Linked DNA regions of Zea mays: region 1 is linked to region 2. The links are chromatin contacts, called in public Hi-C maps. All regions are on one chromosome and are shown on one strand. Each heading gives the region's core, a stretch centred on a gene start, on an enhancer-like site or on the middle of the called end of the contact. The rest is flanking DNA. Distances are from core to core; before and after follow the strand shown. Region 1 holds the start of LOC103653816 (cell division protein FtsZ homolog 1, chloroplastic). Region 2 has its middle 44 kb from the start of LOC100383867.

What was found. A called contact is a pair of places that touch in the nucleus more often than the background predicts.
Region 1: a contact with region 2 is called in a Hi-C map of leaf, with 7 times the contacts expected there. The contact joins the promoter of LOC103653816 here to the enhancer-like site in region 2. A contact is called at or near these places in 9 of 25 Hi-C or Micro-C datasets (bundle sheath, ear, leaf and 2 more).

Annotation. Positions count from the first base shown.
Region 1 is chr4:149,754,623-149,757,322 of Zm-B73-REFERENCE-NAM-5.0, forward strand. It overlaps LOC103653816 (cell division protein FtsZ homolog 1, chloroplastic), which reads right to left and starts at 1,352. Exons shown (of 6, transcript XR_004857833.1): 1 at 578-1,352; 2 at 397-471; 3 at 228-315; 4 at 35-134.
Region 2 is chr4:149,684,625-149,687,324 of Zm-B73-REFERENCE-NAM-5.0, forward strand. No RefSeq gene overlaps it. Among protein-coding and RNA genes, the nearest start is that of LOC100383867, 44 kb to the left of the region's middle. Within about 2 kb of position 1,292, at least 5 of the 20 cell types and tissues checked have an H3K27ac peak or open chromatin away from gene starts, as enhancers often do. A contact at or near this core is called in leaf and leaf mesophyll, where this site is marked.

The DNA of each region.
Region 1 (2,700 bases), core at 102-2,601, 70 kb after region 2:
AACGAGCATGAATAAAGGGAGCATATAACATTACCTAAGTCGTGGGTCAACTGCTCTCCAATTTGCAGAGGATATTGCGCTTGTGAATTAATAAGGGCTTGGGAATCGGTGTTTATAGCATAAAATTCGATGCCCTGAAATTGTATAGTTCAATTATCAGGACTTAGGACACAATGAAGAACATACAATAATTAACATTTAACACAGTTAAATCATTTGCACCCTACCATCCAGAGTCCAGTAGATATTTGGTACAAGTAGTAGTAGACAGTGAGAGACTGGAGCATCCCAACAGACCCATCGCCAAGCCCTCTCCTGGATCGCTCAAGGCTAGCAAAGATTCAGAAGCGTCTCAACCTTCACAAAGTGGGGAACGAATCTGGCAAATGAACCAACCTGGGAGGCAGCGGTGCCGATGAGAGAAGGCATAAGCCCGCCATACAGGCGCTCCCACCCCTAGTTCTTCACAACCTACCACAGCAGAGGAAAATTCAGGAAGGGCGGGCAGCATTAGACCCAGATCAGGCTAGATCACTCAAAAATCAGGGAGGGGGACGGGGAGGGGAAGGAGGCGGACCAGATACAACTGGTGAGCGGCGCCGTCCTTGAACGCCGGTTTGGAGGGGTTGCACCTCGGCTCCGCGGAGCCACTCCCGTTCGTCCGCGTGCGTCGACATCTCGGCGGGATCGGGGAGGTCGACGAGGTGGGACTCGAACCCCGGGAAGGTCGACGAGGTGGGACTCGAACCCCGTCCAGAGCGGGTCCGTGCCGCAGAATGCCACCAGCGCCGCCACCAGCAGCGCTGCGGCCACTACAACCAGCGACGCCATCCGCTAGCCCGCTACCTCGTCTCTCGCCCGCAGCTCACCCACTCGCCTCCGTCTGCCGTCACCTCGCTCTCACGGGGTTTCGCTTGGATTTCTCTACACACTCCACCCACGCCCGCACTCCTTCCATACAGGCCAGACTCAACATTGGGGACGCGAGGGAGCCGCTGCGGGCATATGCGTCAAGGAGACGTTGGGCGAGGACGGCGGTGGTGGATCCGCAGGAGGAAGAGGTGGTTGAATACGGGGGAGGGGGCACAGCGAGGAGGAATGACCGGATGAGGCTGGCCGTCGAAGGAAGGAGCGACATGGAAGGAAGGAGGAATCGAGGATGGAAAGGAGCGCTTTCGAAGGAAGGAGTGCGACGAAACCGCGGTCGAGCGGCGGCGGTGGGGAGGAGGGTGGAGGGATCCACGTGGGGGAGGAGCGCGTTGATTGCGGCGGCGGTGGGAAGGAGGGTGGGGATCCGGGCGTTGATGGCGGGGAACCAGGCAGAACCTTGCACCAGTGGACGCCTACGGTAGAGACTTAAGGAGTAGTAGAGATGGATGGTCTGAACCAGAATCATTGTCGTTCTCATGAATTTTGTATCGACTAGTAATAGTACACTGATTCGCTAGTTTTACTATTAGTTCAAGGCTTGGATTAATAAGTTATATTAGTTGCGTCAGTTCTCTGGACGATAGTAACCGTGCGTTGTGGTTGTATTAATTGTTTATTAAAATGCTTCATCGTATATAGTGTATTGGTTTATATATATCTATATATATATATATATATATATATATATATATATATATATATATATATACATATGAGATGTGTAGGTGATGAGTAGGATAGGTTTAGTGTTCTAATTAATTAAATGATAAGCTGTGTTTAGGCTAATTATATTAAATATGTATCGTTTATTGTTTCATGATGTTTGCGTTAGATTCAGTTAATCTAGAGAAATGCAATTATTGCGCTTAGTCGTCTGTCGATAACTAGTGTTTTTGTATAAAATGGTATGATGCTTCATCACTAGGTGTTTAATTTGCTATCGCGTAGCACTATTTAGGTTTGTGATATTCATGTCTATATACATTCATGTGCATAATGCATGTCATTTAGGTACGTGAATTAACCGCGTGATACGGAGAACCAAAGCTGAGTCAACCACAAGATGTCGCTGCGCATGAGCTTCTCCACAAGGTGATGCTGATGGACGAACATGAAGATGGACAGACGAAGCAAATATCGGAACAAAGGTTGATCGTCAAGTGATCGACGTCTAACAAACACTAACCTAGTGTTTCTTCCAGGCAAGCCCCGGCGCATTTGCCCCTTCCTTGTGTTTTAAATGCTTTTTCACCTTATCTGATGCATTAGGTGATAGGAGTTGTGTGATAAACAATTGATGCATTACCATTCCTTGGAAACTCCTTAATCCCGGTTTTATAAAAAGAACTGATAATGCTTAGCCCTGCTTAGAAACTGAAAAATCATTTGTTTTCAAAAAGAATGATTGTGGAACATTGGTTATGGGCCTTTCGTTTCAAAAATCAAAGCAAACTTATGGTGATGATTCCACTTTGGTCGTAATGGGTTCATCATTCGGAAAAGAGTACCCCTGTCGGGTACCAAAAATGGGAAAATGGTTTGAATACATCTAGACCAGACGCTGAGCGAACATGGTCGCCCGTCTGTGTCGATTAAGGACCGTTCGATGTAGGCCTGTTGTGGTGGAGACTTTGCAACTATCCACATGCTCCGGTAAGCCTGAACCCGGCTATTCCATACGTGAAAAGACAACCGCGCACTGGGCGTGGGAGATGGTGGGAGTAGCGTGTACCCTCCTGGCTAGAGGCTGGATAGAGGAGTACTGTGCTC
Region 2 (2,700 bases), core at 42-2,541:
ATCTTTGTGTGCAACACAAGTTTTTGGTATTTTATATGGAGGACTTCTATAATCTATACCCACATATCATATCTTAACGGGTATATATAGGACAAGAGAGAACATGTCCACACCCACCATTCTTATGGTTATAGAAAATGGCCTAATAAGAGCTCATGGATACCAAAATTCGCTATACACAGGCCCTAATATATGGGGTATTTACACATCGGCTATCAGATACCCATTGACATTTCTATTCCCTCTAATCTCTATGAGGAATGGGTATACCTAAACTAGTATTCCCCGGTATCCATATCTATAAATATTTGAAAACAACATGCACACATACACGCTATTTGTTATCATAGATGTTAATCACCAACCTTGAAATAACTTAACAAAAAATCATGAATGACTTAACAATTAATAAAAAATTATTAAGTTATTTTAGGATGAGTGATCATTACCTAGGATGATGAATAATGCTACCTTAGGTGATGATCAACTATCCTGAAATGACTTACAAAGATCATAAATAACTTAAATTTACAAGTCATTTTAGTGTGGGTGATTATCAACTAAGGTGATGAATATAACACATATATAATATATGTGTTATTAGGGGTGGAAACGAGCCGAGCTGAGCCGAGCTCGTCTCGGCTCGCCCATCTAGCAAGCTCTCTAAATTATAATATAAAATCTAAAAAAAATTTAAATAACATATTTTAAATTAGTAAAATAGATATATCACTAATATAATATATAAAATAGATTATTTTTTATAGTAATCTTAAATAACATAAATTAATTGTCTACTCGGTACTAATGTTATATGCTAATTAAGATTTTATGCAATAAATTATTGTTGGGTCGAGCCACGAGCCAGCTCGCAAGCTGCACCGAGTCGAGTTGGCTCGCTCTTTTCACGAGCCACAAAAACAGGCTCGGCTCGGGCTGCTGCGAGACCGAGCCAGCTCGTCGAGCTTTTTTTTCAGCCCTACATATATACACATATATAGAGAGATGTTAGAACCGAGCCGTCACAGTCGGTTCCCTGACGAGTGAAGACGACGCAGACCGTCGGCGAACGCTGGCCACGATCACCACGGCGTAGGATCACTGATTTGGAACGCAGTCACACACATCTAGAAAAATATCACACGAGAGAATTTGGCCTGCAGACTGATGGCTGCAGCTTTTCTGAGTTTATTCTCTAGTCAATAATGAACGAGATATATCCGGCTTATAGCCGTTTCCCCGTCGCACGAAGGCTCCACGTCTCTTGTAATTTCGGATCAGAAAGACGTGCACAACGCAAATACGACGTCACGACGGGGTAACCTACATGGCGGTCATGGAATGGTCTGTGCGCGTTCCAGCCACCCATGAAACTACGCCAAACAAACTGAACGCGTGAATACTGGTTCCAACAAGATTACATGGTGCTCAGCACTTTATTTGTCTAACAAGAGATAGATAGATTATGTACCTTGGATGCAGCCATTTATAACGTAGGGGTTGCCAAGAGCGTAACTGGGACAGAAGCAATTGTAGCCTCCACCAGATGGTAGGACATAACTGTCCTGATTCATCTTGCCACTTTCACAGCTTGGTTGGTCTGTGATGACCATCTCAAGCCACGAACCTCCAACATTGCTTGAGTTTACCCAACTTGAGTAGAGATCGTCTGTATAGTAACCGTATCGATTCGATACAATAACCTTGACATCAGGGTGTTGTTTTGCTACTGCGACGTCATGACGAACAACTTTGACGCCATACGCTCGTAGTTTCAGGTCCGACGCCAACATGATCTTGCAGCAGCCATCGTTCGTCCCTGACAGTGTCCCTCCACAGTAGAACTTCCCTTGATCTCTTTTTCGTCTCTGCAGCAAGTGCTTGTGCAAGCACCGATGAGATGGCCTGTACTATGGCTGAACAGGTAGACGTCGACATCCGCAGCCCACAACGCGCAGGTCGTTCCCTGCTCCATCCAGCATGACGCCCTTGGCAGGGGCCTCCCATGTCCTGTGGTAGGTGTTCACCCCTGGGCTCTTGGTGATGTGGAAACCAATTGTAGAAACATAAACATAGTTATAGCCGTCGACGATGGAAGGAATTGATCTGAGTGCTGGTACTGTTTGCAAAAAAGAGGCCAGGAGGATGCGTTGTGTGGTTGCAGGTGAGCTCGAAGCCTTGCTTGAAGCAGCCTGGTCCTACGCCGAAGGGGCAGGAGATTTTGATGTCCCCACAGCGTGAGGGGCAGTGTGACAGGGAAGCACTAGAAGGAATAGTATGGAGGGGCTGCTGCCTGCTAGAGGTTCAGCCAAGAATTAGAGCATACACATTTTTTTTGGAAATGGAAATATCGTTCCGGCCTTTTGCATTTTCATGCATACAGCCATACAACTCAAATAATACATCATCCCAACAATTTGTGAATCAAACAAACTTCAACTTAAAATATGGTATGGAATATAAGATCACAAACACTAAACCGCGTCAATCCTTGTATTAGACCGTCACCCGTGGCTCGCGAAGACCTCCATGGCCACCACCTCCAAAGACTGACACACGACAAGGATTTGTTGTTGTGTTTCTTCCTTCTGTAGGAGTCTCCAAAATCTAAACCAATGTATACCTCTGAAAATCACCTGTATAATTGACGGTATATGGTTATGATTAAACACCACATCATTACAGCGTGAGGGGCAGTGT